3 separate regions of the Mus musculus genome follow, and regions 2 and 3 are each linked to region 1. A link is a contact called in public HiChIP or PLAC-seq data. All regions are on one chromosome and are shown on one strand. Each heading gives the region's core, a stretch centred on a gene start, on an enhancer-like site or on the middle of the called end of the contact. The rest is flanking DNA. Distances are from core to core; before and after follow the strand shown. Region 1 overlaps Tfdp2 (transcription factor Dp 2). Region 2 has its middle 30 kb from the start of C430002N11Rik. Region 3 has its middle 53 kb from the start of C430002N11Rik.

What was found. HiChIP or PLAC-seq counts read pairs in DNA pulled down with a chosen protein or histone mark.
Region 2: an H3K27ac HiChIP or PLAC-seq map of large pre-B cells shows a contact between it and region 1, with 3 times the contacts expected there. The contact joins two enhancer-like sites.
Region 3: a contact with region 1 is called in an H3K27ac HiChIP or PLAC-seq map of large pre-B cells, with 4 times the contacts expected there. The contact joins two enhancer-like sites. A contact is called at or near these places in 2 of 115 datasets of contacts at active chromatin or transcription factors (embryonic stem cells and large pre-B cells).

Annotation. Positions count from the first base shown.
Region 1 is chr9:96,217,542-96,220,856 of GRCm38.p6, reverse strand. All of the region lies in intron 2 of Tfdp2 (transcription factor Dp 2), which reads right to left. Among named protein-coding and RNA genes, the nearest start is that of Tfdp2, 23 kb to the right of the region's middle. Within about 2 kb of position 1,421, at least 13 of the 459 cell types and tissues checked have an H3K27ac peak or open chromatin away from gene starts, as enhancers often do.
Region 2 is chr9:96,793,655-96,797,005 of GRCm38.p6, reverse strand. No RefSeq gene overlaps it. Among named protein-coding and RNA genes, the nearest start is that of C430002N11Rik, 30 kb to the right of the region's middle. Within about 2 kb of position 1,510, at least 223 of the 459 cell types and tissues checked have an H3K27ac peak or open chromatin away from gene starts, as enhancers often do.
Region 3 is chr9:96,816,906-96,820,214 of GRCm38.p6, reverse strand. No RefSeq gene overlaps it. Among named protein-coding and RNA genes, the nearest start is that of C430002N11Rik, 53 kb to the right of the region's middle. Within about 2 kb of position 1,569, at least 41 of the 459 cell types and tissues checked have an H3K27ac peak or open chromatin away from gene starts, as enhancers often do.

The DNA of each region.
Region 1 (3,315 bases), core at 172-2,671:
CTTTCCCACAGAAGACATGATTTTAACTCATTAAGTTTTATGAGCTTTCTATGTACAGATTCTGGGTAGATATTATTCCCTATTATTTTCCTCTCACTTAAAAAGTTGAAGGTAGCAATGTGTTCACTAAAATGCTCTCTTCTCCTTCCTCACAGATGGTTTGTCCATATAATGTATGACTTAATGCTGCCAACAAGACATAAGCAGATACTAATGAAGTGAGCTAGCAGATCTGGCTACAAGGATCCCCTTTTTTCTCCCTCCCTGAGCCCAGAGCATGGCTGAAATGACTACAGCTGCCTGTCTCTATGCATCTGCTTCATCTCTGTGCTCAATATTCAATACTGTATCATATTTCCTAAAAACTAGGCTACTGAACAGCACTGTGGTGTTCAAGCAAATAAAAAGAAACTGATGAAAGACTGGAGATGTAGTTCAATAATTAGAGGGCTTACCAGGAATCTGGACTATATCCCCAGTATCATATGGAGAGAAGGATAGTTAAAAAATTAGGAAGTTAACAGAATCTAACTATTTCAGAACACCAAGTAAGAAGCAACCAACAAAAAAGATGTTTGCCACATCAATGAACCTGAGAGCCACGTGCGATCCTGTTAGTATTCTCTGTATCATCTTAGCAAAGTGTGGCACAGACTGATTCTCTAAATGCTGCCTAAACAATAAATGCTTAAAATAAAGCCAAAGGAGCTTATGTTTATTGAAAAAATGTATCATAATATTTCTGCACCTCAATTTCTATTTTCTGCCAAGTATTAAAGGCAGTTTACACTACACTGAATAAGATGACACATATAAAGTTAATAAAACACTACCCAACACAGTGTAAGCAATCAACACCAGGGCGAAATCAGTGCTCATTTCCCATGAAAACTTGATGCTGCTTCTTCCAAAGTAAGTAATGAATAATTTATAAAGGAAAAATAAAAAATACAACACAAACTGCAATTTTAAAACAGGAGAAAGCTGGACAGTGGTGGCACACACCTTTAATTCTAACTCTTGAGAGGCAGTGGCAGGTGCATCTCTGTGAATTCCAGGCCAGCCTGGTCTACAGAGTAAGTTCCAGAACAGCCAGGGCTATACAGAGAAACCCTGTCTCAAAAAACACAAAAACAAACAAACAAACCAAAAAAAGAAATGTTTTCAATTACGATTAAAAAGGTTAAGTATCTTAAATGCTTTTAAAAGATTTTGTTTTCCTTTTGTATTGACCAATGTTAAAATTACCTGCAAATTTTTCATATGTGGCTTTAAACTTTCCAAAATGTCAAGAAGATAATGGGACACTGAATGTTTTCAGAAATTGCTATCTTTGGCAATACTGGTGAGTCTCAGATATAACCCAGCCATGTGTGCTGAGGCATGGTGTTTATCCACACTCAGCAACTGCACACGCCTTCCTGTTTCCAAGTCTTCTGTTAGTTAAAAACATAAGTTCTTCTTCCAGCTTCATGAGCACATTATGTCAAGCTCAAAAAGTCAATCTTTTGACCTCGCCATCTGCCATGATCTCTTGTCAACTTTCAGACAATGTAGCTCCCACAGATGGTCTCAACATGCAAGCCCTTTTACATTCCAGTCACAATTTAGAGGCTCCAACATAAACCCAAGGTAATATGCTAACCAAAATTCAGGCAAGAGCAAGCAATATCACTTCAATCACAATCTGTAGGCTTCTTTTATCAGCATATAAGACAGAATTCTAATAGTGCCAGTAAAAGAAGCTACGAAATTAAAGTTCATCAAATAGAACATTGCATTACTAATTTTAAATTCATTCTCATGATTAAAAGTTTAAAAACATGAAACTCAGTGGTAGAGCACTTGCTTAGCATGTGGGAGACTCTGGATTGAATACCCAGCACCATAAAAATACATACATAAACAGAAAAATTAATGAATAAATAACAAAGCCATACTAAGAGTGTAATTGTGTTTAGATTGTGTCCTAGGTTCTTACTGAACCATAGCCCATATACCTTATTGATCCCATTTCACTACCTTTAAATGTGGAAAAGGTATTATTATTCTGTGTGTGTGTGTGTGTGTGTATAGGCACACATGTGACACATCACACATGTTAAAGGAATTGGCTCTCTCCTTCCACCATGTGGGATCAAACTCAAGTCATCAACCTTGGTGGTAAGTTCCTTCACATATTGGGCTACTTCTTTATTACTTTAATAGCCTTTTTACAATTCTTCATATAACTTATTCTCCTGTCTCATGGACTCTGTACAGGCTGTTTCTCTGTCTGAGAGTTTCTCTGGTAAATTCCTCTTCAGATCTCTTCTCAGATGTCCCTCCTCAAGGAAAATAATCCCTTTTCCTCCTCCCAGACTAGGTCAGAGGCTTCTACTTACTGTTTAGCTGCTTTCTCTTTTCATAGCATAGCCTGAGTTGCCGTAATATACTTATTAATGTGATTATCAGACTGTGGCCTATCTCTGCCAACTAAAGTGTAAATTCTATAAGACCAGGAGTCCTGCTCATTTAGTTCACATATGTGTGTGTATGTATGTATATACATACACAGTAGGAGATATATACATGTGTCAGTATTTTAAAATACATGAAAAATCTATTCAATACAACCTAGCAGTGGAAAATGAAAACAAATATTTAGCACATACGCATATCTGGAATTTCAGTAAGCTACAAGTAGAATTCTGGGTATCATAGTCTCATCACAATAAGCAAAAGGATTTTAAAACAACATACTTGTGATTGATAACTTTTTAAAGATTTCTTTATTTATTATGTATAGTGTTCTGCCTGTATGTATGCTTGCATGCCAGAAGAGGGCACCAGATCTCATTATAGGTGGTTATGAGCCACCATGTGGTTGCTAAGAATTGAACTCACAACCTCTGGAAGAACTGCCAGTGCTCTTAATGTCTGAGCCATCTCTCCAGTCCCTTGTGTTTGGTAATTTTTAAAAGTTATAATATAAAATATATTTGTAGTAGAGAACATTTAACTTCACTGTTTGAGAGAGAATCTCAATTTCTTCATTCTAGGCTATGTAGAATTCATTTTGTAGCTTGTGCTGGTCTTAAACTTGTAATAAACATCCTGTCTATCCCTACTAAGTGCTAGGATTACTTGCACAATCACTGCATTCAGCTTAGTTTTACTCTTAATGTAAAATGGATAAGACATAAAAATTCATTTTTTAAAGACAAGGCTGTGGGGGAAGGGGGGAGGGCTAGACAGATGTCTCAGAGTAAAAAACACTGGCTCCCCTTCCAAAGGATCTGGGTTCAATCCCCAGCACCCACATGATAGCTCATA
Region 2 (3,351 bases), core at 261-2,760, 580 kb before region 1:
GCATTCTGCATTGTTAATGCAGAACACAAGTCTCCCTTCAAAGGGACCAAGAAAGAGCTTATCCTGGAGCCAAAGATGAGTGACCATGGCCAGTATAGAGACGCTCCTAACTCCAGTTCCAGATGTCTGGCGCCCTATACTTGCTCTCTGGTGTACCTACACATAGTGCACATAAACTCATGCAGACACATACATATACACATAATGAATATAGATAGGAAATCATATAAACATTAAAGCTATAGCTAATTCAATATTTTAGTATAACTATTAATCTTATAATATTTTCTTTTAAAGCCCCTGTACCTATATAAAATTTTCATAGCTCACCTAGATTTTTAAAAGAAATAATCCATAGATTGCTATAAAATATTATGTCCAAAGTAAACAACTCCATATGCCTTTAAGTTATCCAATTGTCCTTTTTAAAAACTTGGCCTAGGATAAGGAAAGATCATAAAATTAGATGTTTTGAGTTTCTGAATACTGACATTATGCTTTAATAATGACAATCATAGATTTCTTTAGAATATTAGTTTATATGTAACCTTAGTGTATAGCCTCATTTGTACGTTTATTTATACAAATATATATCTACAATACAGTACAAACTATAGATGTCACTAATAAGCATAAACATTGCATAATCTTTAAAAATCATCAGCCTGTAAGAATTCCTAATTTTTCTCCAAATCTCTTTTATTTAAAAGGATTTGACAACACAAAGACTTTTGTCATACAAAAAAAAAATTACAAGTGTTTGCATTAAAACAAAATCTAACTGAAAAAGTTTCTGAAATTTCCCCATCATGTTGCATATCAGACTTCTTGAAAGTCATATATAAGGACATTTTAAAATATGTAAGTGAGAGCGTGAGTCAGGCCTGATACAGCAAAGCAATGCACAGTAATCCGTTAAAAGACAAGTGTAGAATTATATTACATATATCAAAAGTTCATTTTCTGCTATGATTCCATCAGGTCGGATGCCTCCAGGAACTAGAAACTATGACCTTTCCCAGGGTTCTGGAGCAATAGAAGCCTCAACGGGGGGGGGGGGGGGGGGGGCGGCGCAGGGACACACACAGAAACGTGCTTGCATGCAAAGACCTATATGAACTACAACTCCCAGAAGCCTCTTGAAAAGGGCTGAATTTCCCAGAAAGCTTCGCCCCCTACCCCACAACTCCTCTTCCCCTAGGGCAGCCTTAAGTTGAAAGTGGAGTGAGAAGCCCTGCAGTAGGGAGGGTCCTCTGGGGCCCTTGTGGGGTGTCAGCCTCCAGGGCTCGGTTGTGAGTTACAGAAAGCCAGGCTTTGTTAGGATGGCTCTGAGGCTGCTTGGGCCGGTGCCATTTTTCCCTACTGGTCCCCTGGGAAACAGATCATGGTTTCAGCTCCTCCTTATCCGCAGTCAGGCTCCCTCTTGAAAGAAGAGACAGTCTTGAACCTCCAGGCGTGATCTGTAGAGTGTCACGTGTCACAGTTCTCTTGCAGCTTCTGCTGTGCCTGCAGGCTGTGGGAACAAGTGTGAACAGTACTGTGGCTCCCGACCACGTTTTCCTGTGACCCTGCCCATCCAGCTCATACTAGCGAATACCTGGGGTTCTGGAGGTTGTTAGTCTCCTTGCTAAGACTCTCCACTCAGTGTCATTCCTCAGACTCCAACTTATTTGGGACCCCAGCCTTTTTATTTTTGTTTTTTAAATCTGTCTCCTTCAAAGCTTGTCAGCCCTTAAAGATCACACCCCATCCTACCCCACTCCCCACTGCTCCCCCCCAGCCCCTGCTCCCCTTAAAACAAAACAAAAATCTGAGGATTGTGATGGGAGCATTCAGAAATGGGAATGGAGTGGACTAAGAGGAAGCTACAGGACATGAGAGGGCCTGAAAGATAACGGGGGGGGGGGGGGGGGAATGGGAAGGTTAAATGATGGTGAAGAGAGAGAATGAGGCCAAAAGTACACCACTGAAAAAGCTAACACTGAGTTTCCCTCATTAGAATTCTCCCTCCCTCCCTCCCTCTTTTTCTCCCTCTCTCCCTCCCTCCCTCCCTCCCTCCCTCCCTCCCTCCCTCCCTCCCTCCCTCCCTCCCTCCCTTCTTTTCCTTTTTTTCTGTTTCACTGTGTCATCCTGAGCTGGCCATAGCTGACCAGGCTAGCCTTGAACTTGTAATGATTCACCTGCCTTGGTCTCCCAAGCACTTGGATTAAAAGCATGCACCACCCTGCCCCTCGCTTATGATTTATATATGACTGAGTAGATAAGGCTGGCCTCCTGAATACTGGGATTATAGGCCTGGCCCACCACACATTATCACTAATGTTTTTGGATTTTACCTCTGCGTCCTGGGATCCTGAACCCAGTTCCTTGCACATGCTGGATAATTGCTGTATACCAATAAGTGATAAACCCTGTCCAGAATTGTGGATGGTTATACAACCCATAGTAATTTCCCCCCTAAACTCCTAAGTCAAGTACACAGGTCCCTAACTCTTAGGGAGCTACAATGACTGGTATTAGTGTGTTCTATGAGATAGTGTATCGTAGGACACAATCCTGCAGTCAGTCATGAAGAATAGACTACTCAGAGGTACTGACATGTTGCTCTATTTCTTGAACCTTGTGGAGGTCTCTCAGACCCTTTTAGGATCTACACAGTTTAAGCTATTTATAGGAACTGGATGTATCCCAGCATGTGGGCTCCGGAGGTCAGGAAGAAAACGCCTTTCAAGGTGTCCCTATCTGCTTGTTAGTTTTAACATCAGTCCAGGGTACATAAAACCCTGTCTAAAATCCCGGGTTGCAAAAAGGAGGAGGAAAAAAAAAATCCCTGTTTTCACAGTAATAATGTTATTTGAATTTTTAAAATAAGACTATTTTGTTGTTGTTGTTGTTGTTGTTGTTGTTGTTATATGTTTTCTGTCTTGTAAAGTATAGTTGGGCCCCCATACAAAAGAATTATCACAGTTGGGCTTGTTGACCACTTACATCCTTTCATGGAAGGCTAGGGAGGGTCACAAGACCCAACTTGCTATATGTACTTCTGCCTTAATTGCATGTGGCCTCTGGGAGTGGCTAGAGTCTTTAAGCCTGGCAAGACCAGGGAAGAGGACTCCATCTATGCAAGTTCACGGAAGCCCTCGTCCCTGAGGGGTAAAATCCGTCCAGCTGTGGCCTTTGGAGAGGAAAAGCTTCATCCCGGCACCCCTCGCCCAGGCTCTCTGTAAGCAACCCCTCGCCCAGGCTCTCTGTAAGCAACCCCTCGCCCAGGCTCTCTGTAAGTAAGTATGCCTGTGAACTCACTGGTTCCCCAGGGAGAACTTTGGCAGCATCTCAGTTTGCCATTGGAAC
Region 3 (3,309 bases), core at 320-2,819, 600 kb before region 1:
TCTGAAGACAGCAACAGTGTACTCATATAAATAAAATAAATAATTCAAAAATAAATAAAAACATTCTTATTCTTTGAGAATTTCATATAAAACATTTTTTACCATATGCAGCCCCATCTTCCAACTTGTCCAGATTCATTTCTGCCTCCTACTCAACTTCATGTTCCACCCCCACACACACATACACAGACCCCTACCCCCTCGCCCCCCCCCCCCAGGCCCCTTTCTCGGCTCCTTGCCTCTCCTTTCTCCCTGTGCTGGAACTGCAAGTGGCCGTTACCACGCTGGGCTGAGCATTCTTTGTCAAGCTTCGCTTTGAACAGACTTAACAAACTCAACTATATGCTATTGGAATTAGAGTTTACTCGTTTTAGTGCCAGGAATCGAACCCAGGGCCTCGCACATGCTAGGTAAGCACTCTGCCACTAAGCCACATCCACAACCGTGTTCCTCTTTCAAAAGAGGAGCTCAGTGATGTGCCCAGGTGGCCTTAGCCTCCCATCAGACCGTAACCTCAAGGTCCTCCTGCCTCAGCCTCCTGAGTACAGGCCTGTGCTGCTGGCCTGGTGGTAATAATTAGCAATAATAAATGGCTTTCCAAGAAAACTACTAAACACCTGATCGAAGGTCTTTCATCATAGGCTCAGCAGAATTAGACTTGGAAGAAGTCTTCGGTAAATCCCTTTTTCAGAACCCAAGAACTAGGACAGGAAAGGTGGGGATACACGCCTCGCTGAATCTTCAGAAAGCCCCTCGAGGCGGGTTCAGCATCCCAGGCTGGGTAGGTCACCCTGATGTGTTAGATAGAATGTAGCTGCAGATACACAGGGTAAAGTAGTGGCTAGTGGGATGCCAGCCCGATCCTCATGGCTCAAGACTTGCAACTGAGTATCAGGAGTGTAGCCCTGTGTTCACACCTACCAGGAGCTAGCTCAGTCACAAATCTGTCCATGAGGAATCAGCCGAATACACAGGCATGACCAGGCCCTCCTAGCTGCTGAGGCCTGGCTAACAGCTGGGACAGATGAGCATCCGTGAGGAAAGGGTCACCAAGAGGAACAGAACTCCTCAGGGCTGCGGTACCCTCAGCAGGAGGATACCCTTGGGGCTGACTTCAGATGTGTCAGCCGAGTGAGAGTCCTGCCTCCCTACATGGGCTGCGTGAGTCTTCCAAGAGAGGAGAATGCTTTTCTAAATAGTCTGCCTTGAGTCCAGCCTAGGTAGACACAGGGGCTCTGGCCACTCTATTCCCTGGAAGAGACTGAGCGGCCTTAGTAAGGGGCGTTTCCTATGGCCTCTGCAGCAGTCCTACCAGATGTTGTGTTTGGAGAAGGATGTCAGTAAATTAAAAATGGGGGTCGCTGCAGTTACAAATTTAAGTCTAAATGGTTAGGGACTATTCCAGCCATCCTGGCTTATTTTTCTTTAAGTAAAACAATGTAGCGAGCGATAGTGTGTTCAACCACTAGAGGGCAGCATCAAATAAGCTATTGGTCTTTAGGGTTGGGTCTGCCTTATAGAAAAGTAGGTTCGCTTGTGTTTTAAGAAGTCGACAAACTGCCCTTGTTTGCCTGTCATGGAGGAGTTTCCACAGGCAAGCTTTTCCATGCTAACATCTGAGAAAGCCTAAGGCAAAGTAAAACAAGCCAGTGACTCAGGAGTTACACATGAAAACAAATGTATTATATCGTTCACATTTTATAGAAAAGTTTGACTGGGTGATTCACAGAGCTAGCTGGTGTGAAGCAGAATTGGATTAAAGGAACATGTTCTCTTTGTTTGTTTTGTTTGTTTTGTTTTGTTTTTCAAGACAAGGTTTCTCTGTATAGCCCTTGCTATCCTGCAACTCACTCTGTAGACCAAGCTGGCTTCAAACTCAGAGAGCCACCTGCCTCTGCTGGGATTAAAAGCGTGCACCACCGCCTGGCTAGGACCATGTTCTTTTTTTTTTTTTTTTTTTTTTTTTTTAAAATTTTTACTACTTTTATTTTTTTATTTTTTTTTTCCATTTTTTATTAGGTATTTAGCTCATTTACATTTCCAATGCTATACCAAAAGTCCCCCTTACCCACCCACCCCCACTCCCCTACCCACCCACTTCCCCCCTTTGGCCCTGGCGTTCCCCTGTACCGGGGCACACAAAGTCTGCGTGTCCAATGGGCCTCTCTTTCCAGTGATGGCCGACTAGGCCATCTTTTGATACATATGCAGCTAGAGTCAAGAGCTCAGGGGTACTGGTTAGTTCATAATGTTGTTCCACCTATAGGGTTGAAGATCCCTTTAGCTCCTTGGGTACTTTCTCTAGCTCCTCCATTGGGAGCCCTGTGATCCATCCATTAGCTGACTGTGAGCATCCACTTCTGTGTTTGCTAGGCCCCGGCATAGTCTCACAAGAGACAGCTACATCTGGGTCACAAGAGACAGCTACATCTGGGTCACAAGAGACAGCTACATCTGGGTCACAAGAGACAGCTACATCTGGGTCACAAGAGACAGCTAGGACCATGTTCTTAAGCAGGACACCGCATAATAGTCCCCTGAACAATCTGGGTCACTGTTAGGTTTCATGCTACCCAAACCTGATCACCATGGCTTAAGCAATAAAGTCATGTGTCAATCCTTTCAAATGGGTCCAGCATGCTCTCAGGATCTCAGATGCCTGCGGACGTCACACGGGCAGAACAGGGGCTCCTTGATTCCAAGGAAGCAGTGAGTTTATTAGGCACATTGCTGTTCCTGTCAAAGCTGCTTCAATTTAAGTGCATTAATTACTTTTCTATTGCTGAGATCAAGGTAATTTACACAAGGAAGAGTTTATTTGGGGTTTGTCTTAGTCAGGCTTTCTATTCCTGCACAAACATCATGACCAAGAAGCAAGGTGGGGAGGAAAGGGTTTATTCGGCTTACATTTTCCACATTGCTCTTCATCACCAAAGGAAGCCAGGACTGGAACTCAAGCAGGACAGAAAGCAGGAGCTGATGCAGAGGCAATGGACAGATGTTACTTACTGGCTTGCTCCCCCTGCCTTGCTCAACCTGCTCTCTTACAGGACCCAGGACAACCAGCCCAGGAATAGCACCACCCACAAGGGGACCTCCCACCCTTGATCACTAATTGAGAAAATACCTTAATTGAAAATACCTAGATCTCATGGAGGCATTTCCTCAAGGGAGGCTCCTTTCTCTGCGATAACTGCAGCTTGTGTCAAGTTGACACACAGAACCAGCCAGCACAGGTTCCAGGATGTTGGAGCAGAGGTCGCAGGCAGCAGGTGGCCATAACAACAGCCGAGGACTCATATCTTGAAC